Linked DNA regions of Hordeum vulgare: region 1 is linked to region 2. The links are chromatin contacts, called in public Hi-C maps. All regions are on one chromosome and are shown on one strand. The core of a region is the stretch at or near the end of the contact, and the rest is flanking DNA. Distances in the headings are between cores, read along the strand shown. Region 1 has its middle 140 kb from the start of LOC123425012. Region 2 holds the start of LOC123425011 (cytochrome P450 734A5-like).

Region 1 (7,553 bases), core at 4,545-7,044, 150 kb before region 2:
CCCACGAAGCAGGAATAGCTGCTCGAAGACATCCAGGATGTCCTGCCTGATAATGCCCCAATAGGCCCGCAAGAACTCTGCGGTGAACCCGTCTGGCCCTGGTGCCTTGTGCGCCGGCATGCGCCGCACCGCAGCCCATATCTCCTCAGGGGTGAAGGGCGCATCCAGACTGCCAAGGTCATCGGCCGTGACGAGCTGCTCGAGATCCAGCGTGTGCTCTCGGTCAACGGCGGTGCCCAGCAGCCCGTCGAAGTGCGCGAATGCCGCTTGGGCCATCTCCTCATGATCGCATAGCACATGCCCGTCAACTAGGAGGCTATGCACGCGGTTCTTCTGGCGCCTGAACGTACACTGCCTGTGGAAGAAGCTCGTGTTGGCGTCGCCCTCGGCCAGGAAGGAGATGCGGGCGCGCTGCCGCGCGATGGTGCGCTCAAGGGAGGCGAGCCCAAGGTACGCCACCTTGAGCTGCTTGCGCAGCCAGTCCTCTGTCGGAGAGAGCAGGCGGCTCTCCATCGCGTGGTCGAAGCGGGCGATCAGCTCGCGGGATATGGCCAATTTGTCCCGGACATTGCCCGTGGACCTGTCACTCCAGCTCGTAAGGGCGCGGGCAGTAGCCTGCAGACGCCGAACCAACCGCTGGAAGGGGTCGGGGTCATGCACGGAGCTCCAGGCCGCGGCGACCGTGTCGTGGAATCCATCAAGGCGGAGCCAGAAAGCCTCGAAGCGGAAGCGTCTGTGGGCCGTGGGCATGGGGGAGCAATCCAGCAGTAGGGGGCAATGATCGAACACGGCAGATGCAAGGCATCGGAGGTGGCACTCCCCGTGGTAATCCTCCCAATCCGTGGTGCAGAGAACTCGATCGAGGTGCACAAGCGTCGGCGGAGACTGCTCATTAGACCAAGTGAAGCGGCGCCCATTTAGGTATACCTCCTTCAGGGCAAGATCGTTGATGGCGCGTCGGAACCTTCCCATCATACGGCGGTTCAGGGTACCGGAGCTCTTGTCCGCGTCACGGTAGATGAGGTTAAAATCGCCGCATAGCATCCAAGGACCCGGGCAAGCAGCCCGGATGTCCCGCAGCTCTTGCAGGAACAGGAGCTTGTCGGGGTCACTTTGGGGGCCATACACCGTGGTTAGCCACCACGGGGCACCGCTGGGCGTGCACACTTTAACCGTGATCGCATTTTGCGTGAATAGGGAGTCGGAGATGGTGACAGCCCTACTCTTCCAAGCGATAAGAATACCGCCGCGGGTGCCGTCGGCTGGGAGATAGGTAGAGCCATCAAACTCGGACCCAAGGGTGTCTAACACAATCGACGAGCAGACCAACTCCATTTTAGTTTCCTGGAGGCATACAATGGATGCACGGGTGGTACATATCAGCGAGCGAATAGCACAGCGCCTAGCGTGCGAGTTCAAGCCCCTGACATTCCAAACCGCTATCTGGGGTCCTGGATACATAAGCAAGAGGTCGACTACAGGCACCGCCAGCCTAGCGCGCGCAGGCCATGGCATCACCAGCCGGCAGTGACAGGCCTGCAGGGACCGTTCGGTCGACCAGAGCGGCGATGGCATGCAGCGCCGGGAGCTTAATCGGCGTGGCGAACATGTCGTCATATGCCTTCATCTCGACGGGGGTGATCTGCTGATTCGCGCCGACGATCCTGAGGGTGCGGAGAATCTGAACCACAACCCTTCTGTCCGTAGTGAGGGGCGCGGAGGCCGGAGCGACGGCGGCGGCGGAGCGTCCCCTCCTGGGACTGAAGTTGAGGGGGGGCCGCTGGCGTTTCCCAGGGGATGGCAGCATCGCATCTAGTTGCTTGGTTGCTGCCGACAAGAAGGCACCCAGCGTCCATGTCTGCCTGGTGGCTTCGCAGGGTTGACGTCTCTGCAAGGTGATCGGCGGCGAAGCGAAGCGCCCTGTCATCGGGGGCTGCGCCCGGGTGCTGACGGGGCACGGCCCAGGGTCCGGCTGGCATGCAGGCCTCGGCAGGATGGAGATATGGCCGCGGCCGCGGGGCGGATCCACGCCTGGCCCCTGCTGTGGTTGTGCGTCCATGGACAGCACAGACCCAACAGCAAGCGAACCATCGGGCGTGGGCGCGTCTCCAGGCATGGCCCCAGTGACCAGGGGATCCTCGGCCACGGTCCCAGCAACTACGGCGTCAGCCACCACCCCTGTGGGCTCGGTCCTATCGGCATCCGAGGGCGCTGGTGCGGTGACAGCGGTCACGACGGCCGCGGGCCCTACAGCAACAGAGCTGGCTAGTAGGGACGGGGTGGCATCAGCTATGCTGGCGGAGGGTGACGATGCGCGTCCCGCCCTCTCCTCGAAGGCGCGCGAGTGGATCCGCAGAGGTTGGTCAAGGAGGGTCTTTGGCGGTGCAGGAGCGGCAAAGGAGGAAAGCGGCTCGTTTTGTCCCGACCGGGGTGCAGGCGGTGCAGCGACCGACCTCACGCGCTGCTCGGCGGGGCCCAGGCGCCGCAGGCAACGATCCCGACAGGGCATAGGATCAGCCGCTGCAGGAGTGGGTCCGTCCGTATCTGCCTCGGACGTGCGCGACGTCGACGCCCCAGCCGCATCATGGCCCTGAGTAGCAAACGGGGGGCCGCCAACTGTCCCGATGCGAACGGCCGGACCTTCCTCCTCGCATGGACTTGCCACTTTGCGCGATGGGCCCGCCGACAAAGCCGCTTTGGACGTCACAACATGCGCGTGCTGCTTCCCTTTTCTGACGCCGTGACGAGGGCGTGCTGGGCCCTGCTGACCAGGCCAGGTCAGCATGCCAGCCCGCTTGGGGCACAACCCCTGCCGCGGCACGGCCAGGGAACCACCGCGCCGGCGCCGTCTGAACGGCCGGAGCGCCCATGGACGTGCGCATGCAACGCAAGCGCGTCCACTGCCATGCCATCAGCCTGGCCGTTCTGCGCCTCGGCCGTACGACGGTGTTTGCGGCCACGCCGGCGAGCGCGCCCGGGACCAGGGCCAGGACCGTGACCATGCCCCTTGCCGGGGCCATGTCGGCCGTCTGCGCCACCGTCCTCGCCGTCTCCGGCACTGCCCGCAGCGTCCTGGACGACGGCCGGAACAGCCCTGATCAACTCCGCCTTGGTGAGAGCAATGGACACGGGAAAGGTGAGTGTTCTGATGGCTGGTGCCTCCGACGGGACACGGCCGGGTAGCTGCTCAATGATCTCCAGGGTGGCGGCGCGCCGGATGTCGGCCGGGTCGTGCATTCTAGTCTAGCTACCATATTGTTATCAAGTACTCCCTCTGTAAAGAAATATAAGTAGTGATCTTAATGCTCTTATATTTCCTTACGGAGGGAGTATTTTGTTTCATTGTTGAACTAGGATGCAGCATTGAACTGCCACTTTCACAGTGTTGGCATGCATATAAGTCTGCCCGATTACCTACACAGTTTGGAGGGTATGTCCCCAAGACCTTTGAAGAAATTGTCATGTGTTCTTTTCTATTTTTCTAGAACACTGATGCCTACTGTTAAGCTTCATGCACTAGCCAACGCAACCAAAAGTTCGAACCCGATGGAACGGGCTAGGCAATCCACATATACACTTCAACGCCTACGTCATTCAAAGAAGACTGACATTTTGATTTGACATAATATCAACGATCTGCAATATTGTAAGCATCAAAAGCCATGCACTGTAAAATGTCCACTAACATAAGGTGCAATGATAATACTCCCTCCGTCCCAAAATAAGTGTCGCAGATTTAGTACTAAATTAGTAAAAAAATTGTACTAGATCAACGACACTTATTTTGGGACGGAGGGAGTAGTAAGTTTATTTGTTAATCATTGTATTATGGGTATATATACGTTTCTTTTGCTTGATCACTGCATTATTAGGTTGTGTCTGTTTCTCGCTGTTTTGTCTTTTGTGCTACGAGTAGATGGCTTGTTGCTACCATGGATATGCAGTATATATTATTCTGTCCTTCTATAAGTACCCCTTGACCATTTCAATTATATATCCTGTAGAAATTTGAAGCCTATAATTCGAAAAGGGAGGTTGTGTCAGGAGACAAGTCAAAGGAGGTAAATTGAATGTGTCAGATTATTTCAAATTTTGGTGTAAAACATGAAGTGCATGGCTTTGCCCTCGAACTTTTTTTGAAATGTTAGTAGTTCCTCGTGCAAGTTTGTCCACAGTATGCCCTCTGCATATGCCTTCACATTGCTTCAGTGGTACATCTATCATTACCTAAATGACAAGTAACATTACTGTGATCAACACCAAAAGATAAAATATCAGGAACAGTGTACACTTTTATCATCTGGCCACAAGTCACCCACTGACTGCTTGCTGGCATTAAGTACACATGGAGTCAAAGTTGGATCAGAATTCCATATGGTTGCGTGCTGGCAGCCAGAATATAGATAGACGCTGAACAAAGACTACTGTATTTAGCTAAATATAGTTAGTAACTAGTTCATGATTTAGGAAACTACTGTATTTGGCCAAGTACCAGTTAATGACTAGTTTGTGATTTAATTGTCTGCGACAATTGTGATTACCATGCGAGCTTTATTAGATTGACAAAAACTGGTTGAAATCCACCTTATTAGGCAAGTATGTTTCCTGAACCTGAGGTGTCTAATTTGATGGAGTAACCTGTAAATTGACATCTTCGTATTAAATAGCTGCTTACTATCAGGTGACTGAACATTGGGGGCATCACTTTATGGACATTCCACTGCTTTCTATTCCCTAAATTCCATGAAAACTAACAACACAGAAAATATATTATTTGGTGGTACTCGTCATTCTCATTGCATGATGTATCACGTGGAAGTACATATTAGAATGCTGTCGAAAACTTCAGATTTTCCTTTTCTTGTCTGTTTGTTATATCAAGCAGTAGTAGTGTTTTATAACCTTGAGGACAGTCGAGCAGTTGCATGGCTAAACATTCTCCTGATGCACGTTTGGCATCTGTAAATCCTTGTGCAGGTACTGGTTAAAGACATATGGGTCTTTGAAAAATCCCTTTTCCACCATGGAGCATACTGGCGTGTGTGCGCGCGAATCACATCGTAATGATCTCTTGGCAAAAGCACATTCCGTCCTGAATGAGCTGAAGGATGGCTTTTACCATGCGCCGTCCTTTCTTGCCAGCCTAGGTGATTGCCTAACAAAGATCTGCAGACGTACTTATGTATGCAGACGGTAACGGTAGTTTTTCTTTTTGAACTCGCACGCTTTATCATGTGCCGCTGCTCTCTTGCGCTGTTGCTCTGGTATATTGTCCATTCATTGTTTAAATTTACCATGTGAACTTGGTGCTCGATTCTGTCAGCATATACTAAGTACACTGTCCCAAAACATTCCAGTATAATGAATGGCATGATATACCCGTTATCCCGTTTATCCTTGTGAAAAAACAGAGCAGAGAATTCCTCTGCTGTCTTGCGCTAACCACCAGGGTGCGGACGACACTTGGCAACAGCAAGCAGGTGGCTGGCGGAACGGAATGCTGATCCACCTCTAAAAAGCAGCCAGCAGCTGTGGCCACTTCCTGCTAGAGCTACCATGACAGGCACTTGATTATTTTACCACTCCCATGTTTATCTTCCAACCGAAACGACGATAATCTAAAGCCGTAATAAGTTGTCAACCTATGCATACGGTCATGGATGATGCTCGAGAAGCTGACTTTTGGGTGGCGGCTGACGGAACGAGCTCGTTACTTAAACGAGGGAGGCCCCAATCAAGATCAAGTGATGAGATGGCATCACCGTATCTCTCCTCTCGTGCGATGTCAACGGGGGGTGGCGGCAAGCGGACCGATTGTTGTTTGCCGCGTCATTCCTGCGTGTCGCCGCGGTAACCAGCTGTCAACTCAACACCGCGGCGCGGGCGGCACGCGATGACAGCAGTTTGCCTCGCGCTTGATTGGGACTACGGTTATGTGTTTTTAGTACTGCAAGTACCTACTGTATTTGACAACACCAACTGTCAGAAAGAAAATGTTTTATCGACGCAACCACCACCCCCGGAACATGACTGACGCGATATAGTTAATCAAAGACTGGCGCGAATAGAACCTGGTTGTTGCTCGGATCGTGGTGGAAGGCGAAACTCTTGTTATGTTTTGAAACCGAGGCAAATGTTCTACGCCCTCCGTTGTGTAAGAGCAGTTACAGCCGGAACTTGCTAATACGTGTCCATTCCACGCACGCTATCGGTTACATCTTAAATAATGCATTTTAGAACTAGACATCTTAAATCTTACTCTTTTTGTTCCAAAACAGGTGACTTAAAAAATACTATTTTAGTACTTCCTCCATCACAGTATTTTAGACGTATCTTCAAAACGATAATTTTTCACAATTAGAAGGAAACAAGGCGCGTGACATTAATTAGCCTATTAACTGGGGTGTTTTGGAAACCGCCTCCACCAATGCATGCGAGGGAGTCGCTTGTTTAATGGGCGTGGGGTTACTAATGCGTCAGTTTTGCGATTAATTAGGCGCTTCTACAGCTCGTCGGCTCGGTTTTTCCTACCAATAGAAAAACATCTAGGTCCCAGAGCCCTGTGAGATACGTCCAATATACTGTGATGGAGGGAGTACAAAGTTGAGTTATTTTTAAGTCACTTATTTTGGAACGGTGGGAGTATATTTTAAGTCCATACAAACCATGCAACTACTACGTCGATGCATTACACACATTGTCCGACTACTCCATCATTACTATTTGCCGAACTATTAAAATTTGGCATCTTTGGCTATGGTAGAAATCATCCACAACTTTCCTTGTCCTTCCCGAAGCCCTTGTCATCCTTCACATCGAAGTACCCGTCAAAAACGTAGTACAGATCGAGACGGATCTGCTCGTCGTCGGAGCTGTCCTCGCCGTCGCTCACTTCCTCCTTCTTCGATGGTAGTCCGACCATTTCACGGACCGCCCGATTCTGCTTTCGAGTGAGGGTGCACATGTTCCTCCGTTATTGTTTCTTTAAAATGCGGGCGCGGATGGCTTCCTCTTGTGCGTTTGCCCACTCCGCTGCCGCATCAGCCGCCTCCACCGCCACCATCTCCTCCGCGAGAAAGGTCTCGGCGGCCCTTATCCTCTCCTTCCCACGGCACGCGGCCCATTCCCGGTGGGACTCGAAATCTGCCGGACCGATGGTGGGAAAGGAGAGATTTTCCTCCTGACGTAACCATGATGATCCCGCCCTAGAGGAATCGAGCGTCCGTTCAGCAGAGACTATGGAGTCGCGGCAGTCATATCTTATCGTCGGCTGGGTGCTGTCCACGCGTGAGCGATGGAGTATAGTGCAGACCACCATTGCCTCCCCCAGTCCGCAGGGGACGACCCCCGGTCGATGGATCCGGAATGGTTGGAGTCAGATCCGCTGCCTTCCATGCCGAAGAAGGCCGAAGATCGCCTCAGGTGAGCTAGGGTGGCGGATGGGAGTGGAGGGGAGTGAAGTGAAGTGGCTAGGGTTTGGTTTGGTGAGCGGATGTGGACAAATATATATGGGGTCGATGCGGGCCAGTGCGGGCCAGTCGGGCTGCCCGATG
Region 2 (7,595 bases), core at 1,269-3,768:
TTTATGTATGTATGTGTGACTTTTTCTACTTACACAAGAGCGGCGACTCGTGAGTTGTGTGAGAGCGACGTGCGCTCGCTCCCGGCAGAAATACGGTACTGACCGAGCCGTGTTTCTCTACGACTGCAGTACAATACCAGCTGGCTGTATCCATGGAAGATCGGGCAGTGCGTCACTTTGGCAGATAAACAAAACGGCACGAGAACCTGGCGTCAATAGGAAACCCGATCCGACGCGCGCGTCGTCTCATGGCATTGGCACCAGATGATACTAGCAAACAAAAACGTAGCTCTCCCTGAAAGAAACTTTTTTTTTTGAAATCAAGGCAAAAAAAATTGCTTCATTCAATAGCTAAAAGAGAAGAAAAATTCATAGTACACTATATCGGCCCCATAACATAGTCCGTGAGTTCCTGACTGCTCCGTGTCTGCGGCCAGCCGTCCCCCAGCGGAAGAACTAGTAATGATCCATCCAAAGAACAAGGGAATCACGTAGCTGTACTGTACACAAGATCGTGAGAGAAGAGAAACAAGCAGAGGGAGACCAGCACCTGGCTAGCAACCGATCCATGCAGATGCAGCGCAGCCCCAACCGATCAGTACAGAATTCTAAAATTGTACTACTCGGTACCGATATTTTTGTCCAGGCAGACATGTCACAGGAGGAGAGGCTGTCCCGAGCGAGCGTGAGGCGACAGACATGGGGAGAGAGACAGGACGCCGACCGGTGCGACCTGTATCCATCCTTTTGCGGTGCATGCGGGGGGCACGGACAGCAAGCCAACAAGAGGGAGAGAGAGAGACCCAAATCCACAGCCCCATGTCAACCTGCCCTCGTTGCGCCCCACGCCCCCAAAACGCCTGGCCAAGAAAATAATTCAGGGCACAAGGAAGGCGGGGCAGGCAAAAAAGGCTCGAGTGCATTTGTTTTTCGTCAAAGCTAATGTGTGTGCTCCATGTTTTTGGGATATATACTTTTGTTCTCACGTTAATCAAATCGTCCCTCTTTTACAGACTAAGTTATGATTGGATGATTGGAAAAACAATGATATCTTCAGCTCGTTAAAATTTAAATCCTAAATTTAACATTGATGCTCGCATTATTAATGGATTTATTTCAGGTTTCCGGCAAAGTTCATTCGACGAAAGGAGACGTTCACATTGATCACGAGGTGTCTATAATAATTTTGTAAAATCTCAAGATGCTATGTCGATTTGGTCTCTTAAAGATGCGTGTGTGTACGCATTCATATGAATGGATGTATGTATGTGTATATAAACGACTTAGATTATGTTGTTCAAAAAAACAAATCGCCGTCCTTTTCCTTTGTTCCTAACCATGTTTCGACCATGTCCCATCCAGGTACACACTTGCGATCGCCAAAAGAATCGTGGGAACACAAACGAGATACTGCTACTCCTACAAAAGGTGCAGTGCAAAAGCTACTCACCTTTGACGAATTGCTAGAAGCTTGACGGCCCACGGCTGCTCAAGAAATTAACCGTTCGTGTTGTTGACCTATTGTCATATGCAATCATGCCATGGTTTACTAAGAGCATCTAGGCGGACCTCTCAAACCTGTTTTAAACGTCAATTCAATCAAAACCCTCATATTCATATTAAACGTCTGAACTGACCGACATTTCTTATATTCATCTTAAATATGGAGATGATATGAGGACTCATGGACGCGTCCGGACACGCCCGGTCAGTCCGTCACGTAGGACGCGACCCTATCCTGGACCGTCTTTTTTATTTTTCTTCATCAATCACGTGCAAAGGACCAAACATATGAGAAAAAATATAAAAGGTACGGTTGTACAGATTAAAATGTAGGGGCTCAAAAGAGACACGCTCGGTCACTGATCGGACGCATCTAAGGACGTTTGACGGACCGAATTTGTAAGTTCCGACTGTAGATGCTCTAAGTAGCTAAGCAATACATCTTTCATACCCCTCCATTTCTTTTTACTCTACATATAAGTTTTGTCCCAGATCAAACTTCATCACATTTGACCAAAACTATAGAAAAAAAATCAACATTCACAATATCAAACTATTAATTCAATATCATCAGATGCATCATGGAAATAACTTTTATATTGTAGTATATCTTTATTCCTGTAGGTGTTAATGTTTCTAATACAATTTGATCAAATTTTAGGAAGTCTGAGTTAGGATAAATCTTATATGCAAAATAAAAAAATAATTGTGTAGAGTACTATAATGTATTTTCCTCCTTATTTTATTTTCCATATTTTCGGTATAGAAGGTGATGAACATGGAAACTTCATGTCTTTTTTTTTCATTTTAATCTGTGTATCTCGAATCTACGGTGGTGAGTGTAGAAACTTTACGGGTTTTTTTTTTTTGCTTTATTCTTAACCGTGTTTTCGGAATCGACGGTATGACTTCAAGAAATGAACCGCTCTCCAAGTTATTGACTTATTGACATTGCCAATCATATAGTGGTTCACTTATTGGCAAAAGGTCTCTTTTGCAGAATGTTTTCCCCTTTGTTTCGTTTCGGTGCTTTCGCTATCGACGGCGATGAGCGTGGAAACTTTGTGATTTTCCCCCTTCCTTCTCAACCATGTTTTCCAGAACCAATGGCCATGAGTGAAAGCTTTTCTGACTTCCCCTTGCCATTTTTTGTAATCGACGATGATGACCGTGGAAACTATGTCATTACTTCTTGACCTTGACCGTGGTTTCGAGAATGTGGAGCTTTGTAATGATATTTCCGTCCTTATCATATGTGTTCTCGCAGAACAAAACAAAAAATTGCAAAAAAGAAATTTAAAAAAAAAACACTTGCAAAAACTACCGGAGTGCTGGATTAGGTAGGCAGGCATTGACCGCTGTTAATCCAAACCAATTTAACCTCCGTCGAACCATACACACACACCTGGATTGCAGCTAGATTAAGGATATTTTTGTAATAAACTAATCAAGTCAGCACCCGGCAGCCAATGGTGCAATCGCCCGAAATTCTTCTTGTGCCGCCGCCCACCACCACCAGCAGCCCGCGTATATAAGCCTCGGGACCGGCGCCGCACATTCGCCGTCGTCGTCGTGGCGCGCGCTCTCCGATCGAGGCCAGCAGAGAGATCAGCAGGCTCGTGTTGTTGCCAGCCAGCCAGGGGTCGAGGTCGCTCGAGCAGGTACGTAGCCGCCATGTGGCCGCCGTCCTGGTGGTCGTGGCCGTGGGGCGCCGCCGTGCTGGTGGGCGCGGCGTGCCTGTGCGCGCGCGCGGCGGCGGAGGCGCTGTGGCTGCGTCCCCGGCGTCTGGAGCGGCACTTCGCCGGGCAGGGCGTGCGCGGGCCCGGGTACCGCTTCTTCGTGGGCAGCTCCATCGAGCTGGTGAGGCTGATGCTGGACGCGTCGTCCCGCCCCATGGCGCCGCCGGGCTCCCACGACATCCTCCCCCGGGTCCTCGCCTTCTACCACCATTGGAGGAAGCTCTACGGTAAATCCATCAACGACACTAGCTAGCTATCCGGTGACAATCTCCTCTTCTTCTTCTTCTTCCTCCGGTTTTGCCCTCGGCCAATTCTCCGTTGTGTTCTTCATGCATCCATGGAGTTTTTGCCTGGCTTTATTTGTCGCCGCGATGCCGCGATCAATCAATATTTCTGAGGAAAAGCGCGTGCATATGTTTGCACACATAGGAGGAAATAAACAAAGATTAGACGACGAGACAGGGTGACGCGTGAAGCCGGCCGGAGGAAAGGAGGGGACATGCTTCCATGCTTTTGCAAGTAGGAACAAGAGCTTGGGTTTTTAAAAAACTATGGTGCCTCCCTCCCTCTCTCCCTCGTTTGGTTAGGTGACCCCCTCCATTTTACCTTTTTGACGTAGTAGCAGTATGTACGTACTACTATATATAAATATATACACTACTTTTCGTAAGAAAAAAATACACTACTTGCTTCATTCGCTTTTGTAAATGTTGAATGATGATAAAAACTACTGACAAGCAGCTATCTAGCATCGCCAGCAAAAATCCGCATATGCAACAAGCTCCATCCCAAGTCAAACCTGGCGATGTTCGCCTGCCATGCATGATCGGCCGATGGTTCCACCAGGCTGTCGATGCGCGATAATAATGCGGCTAGATTATGTAAGCGGCGGACATGCATGCCCGCGGCGAGGAGAATCGCAGATCCATGCCCACATGCACGCGCTGCTTGCGGCTTGCTTAATCTGTGCTTAAGTCGTCGTCTCCGTCGTTCGGTTGATGCTGCGCTGCCAGCCAGAGCACGCATTTCGGTTCAGGATCCAACTTTGCTTCTGCTGATCTGCTCTGATTGATTAGTTTATTATCCCCTGTTTAAATCTTGCGGCGCGGCAGGGACACCCAAGATAATTCCCCTCTCGTTCCAACGGCTTGCCTCGATCTCGACCGTCCGAGGGCAGATCGAACGGCCGGGGCGAAGCGAGGGCATGATTCTGACGGTTGACATTTGGCAGGCCCGAAGCATCTGATCTGGTTCGGGACCAAGGCGAGGCTGACGATCAGCGCGCCGGAGCTGATACGGGAGGTGCTGCTGACGCGGGCGGAGCACTTCGACCGGTACGAGGCGCACCCGCTCATCTGCCAGTTCGAGGGCTACGGCCTCGGCAACCTCCGGGGCGGCCAGTGGGCGCGCCACCGCCGCGTGCTCTCGCCGGCGTTCCACACCGAGAACCTCAAGCCGCTCGTGCCCTTCATCGGCGCCACCATGCGCCGGATGCTCGACGAGCTGGCGGCGAAGGCCGTCGACGGCGGCGGTGGCGAGGCGGAGGTGGACGTGGCCGAGTGGTTCCAGCGCGTGCCGCAGGAGGTGATCACGTTCGCCACGTTCGGGCGCCGGAACTATGAGGACGGTAAGGCGGTGTTCGAGCTCCAGGACGAGCTCGCCGGCCTCGCCGCCGACGCCCACAGCAAGGTGTACATCCCCGGCTACCGCTTCCTGCCGCTGAGGAGGAACGTGCGCGTGTGGCACCTCGTCAGGGAGATCAGGAAGAGCCTGGCCGCCTTCATCGCCAACCTGCCCAAGGCCGGTCACCACGACGGCGGCGGCGGCATGAGGGACCTGATGAGCTTCATGACGCCGGCCATGACGACGGAGGAGATCATCGAGGAGAGCAAGAACTTCTTCTTCGCCGGCAAGGAGACGCTCGCCAGCCTCCTCACCTGGGCCACCGTCGCCCTCGCCATGCACCCGGAGTGGCAGGACCGCGCCCGCCAGGAGGTCCTCGCCGTCGTCGGCCGCGACGACCTCCCCACCAAAGAACACCTCCCCAAGCTCAAGACCGTACGCACCGTGCCCTCTCTCTCGCCCCCATGCACGAGAGCATGCTGCAGCTTTCATGTTTTTTCCAGCTAATTAACGGCGATGCGCCATATATGCATGCAGGTGGGGATGATCGTCAACGAGACGCTGAGGCTGTACCCACCGGCGGTGGCGATGATCCGGACGGCGAACCGGGACGTGGAGCTGGGCGGGTGCGTGGTGCCAGCGGGCACGGAGCTCCTCATCCCGATCCTGGCGGTGCACCACGACGAGGAGCACTGGGGGAGCGACGCGACGGACTTCAACCCGGCGCGGTTTGGCGACGAGCGGCCGCTCCGGCGGCACCAGATGGCGTTCATGCCGTTCGGCGGCGGCGAGCGGGTGTGCATCGGGCAGAACCTGGCGCTCATCGAGGCCAAGGTGGCGCTGGCCGTCGTGCTGCAGCGGTTCGCCTTCCGCCTGTCGCCGGCGTACGTGCACGCGCCCAGGGTGCTCATGATACTCAACCCGCAGTACGGCGCGCCGGTCATCTTCCGGCCGCTGTGATCACGCCGGCCCAACACCGGCCGTCCCCAATGTCGATGCTAGTCGGATTCAATTGATTCCTTGCTGTATATTACCACCATCTCTCCCCTTGTCAAAGTGAAATGAAAATGTATAAAAGTATAGTACCATACGTACGCAACAAGTGCCATATTACAAAGAGCAGAAGCATCCGTAGCTGTGTTAACTGTCAGTTTGCCACACTAGAGCATCTCCAACGGGCAGCGCAAAAAATCCGCGTCCAATAATTTTTTTTAGCGCGTCACTGTAGCAGTTTTGCAGCGCGGGGACCGAAGCATCTCCAACAAACGCGCGCTAGTGCGGCGCCCAATCCGCGCCGCGCGCGCAAGCCGGCGCACCAAATATGCTGCGCGCGATAGCGTTTTTAAACGCACGCCCAGAAATTTTTAGCGCGCGCAGCGTTTTGCAGCTTCTGCTGGAGCAGCCCGACGCCCAAAAAACGAATATTTTAGTGCGTGGAGCAGTTTTTAGACGCCTGTTGGAGATGCTCTTACTTCTTTCACTCTGTCTTTCTGAATCTCACACCAGTGATGTAAACTTGTCAGAACTCACAAACATGAAACGATAAAACACACAAAATGCTGGGCTTCATCTTGTCTACGAATTATGGTATGTGTATAGAATCCGGTGTGATGAATTCATGTGAACCATATATGCATGCAGCAATGCTTCATGTTCTTGAGAAATGACAAGCTGTTTCTGTAAATATGATAAAATGCTAAACAATTCTATACAGGGTATCACATTACACTGGAGGTTTTTAAATAAGGACAGAAGAAATGGATTGCCTCGCTCGACCACTGTTTTCTTTTTTAACGGGTAATTTCGAATTTCTTGAGGGTCTATACTGACAAGCGCACAAGCTTCTCAATTTCCTTGATAATCAAGTCTCGCTCCTCGTCAAGTTGGTCATCTTCACCTATTAAGAAGAACGCACTGGAAGTGTCACACTATGCATACATGTCTCGGCAATCTAACAACGAATCCTCTTGAAGCTATGATGTTTGGCTGCTCGATTGCTCGCATCAATTGCTTAGTCAGAGCACAAAATCTGATAATCCAGTAGGGTTAAGCTGGAAGTAGAGAATTACCTTTGCTTGCAGGAAGAGCATGGAGTAACTTCAATAATTCTTTGTGGTTGTCTACCAAAACTTGAATAATATCACGAGGTTTGTTTGGGTTGGCAACAAATACCTAATTCCATGCAGCAAAAATGAACCACCGACAAGGCGAATAGATGTGCTCATAAAGCCATATTTGAAACCATAACTACTTGCAAAGTTATCAAAATCAAACAAGTACAAAGGTTGGAAAGAGATAAAGGAATACCTTAAAAATGTGAAAGGAACATATCCTGATATTTTTGCTTGAATCCTACAAGTGATTCAGTGATTCAGTATAGGGAAGGTATTAAGAAGGGACGGGCATAACCAAAAAAATGCTGGTTAGCCATGAAGCTCGAAGGAAACATTTAACTACTTCCCAGCTTTCAGCTAGTGTATTGACTGTGTCTATTCAAATATTTCTATACTAGAAAAGCAGCATGATTGCTTCAACTGCCACTTTCAAGATAACAAGCCTGACACTAAACCAGTATACAATTTGTTGCAGGAAACATAATTGTCAATATAATATCACCTTTCTATCAGCTAGACTGTAAATAATTATGCCATGTATCATAGTTACAAACAGAAAAGCATTCAGCTCTGGACCAGTAGTAGCCACAATTTTGAATATCATGGTGACTGGCGA

Evidence for each region. A called contact is a pair of places that touch in the nucleus more often than the background predicts.
Region 1: a contact with region 2 is called in a Hi-C map of leaf, with 5 times the contacts expected there. The contact joins the enhancer-like site here to the promoter of LOC123425011 in region 2. A contact is called at or near these places in 4 of 6 Hi-C or Micro-C datasets (leaf and seedling) and 1 of 1 datasets of contacts at active chromatin or transcription factors (embryo).

What each region holds. Positions count from the first base shown.
Region 1 is chr2H:63,942,237-63,949,789 of MorexV3_pseudomolecules_assembly, reverse strand. No RefSeq gene overlaps it. Among protein-coding and RNA genes, the nearest start is that of LOC123425012, 140 kb to the left of the region's middle. Within about 2 kb of position 5,794, at least 2 of the 3 cell types and tissues checked have open chromatin away from gene starts, as enhancers often do. A contact at or near this core is called in leaf, where this site is marked.
Region 2 is chr2H:63,792,509-63,800,103 of MorexV3_pseudomolecules_assembly, reverse strand. It overlaps LOC123425011 (cytochrome P450 734A5-like), which reads left to right and starts at 2,518. Exons shown (of 3, transcript XM_045108685.1): 1 at 2,518-3,469; 2 at 4,474-5,300; 3 at 5,403-5,990. The coding sequence starts at 3,178. The coding sequence ends at 5,825. It overlaps LOC123425010 (calcium-binding protein 39-like), which reads right to left. Exons shown (of 11, transcript XM_045108683.1): 9 at 7,173-7,217; 10 at 6,935-7,037; 11 at 6,474-6,762. The coding sequence ends at 6,686.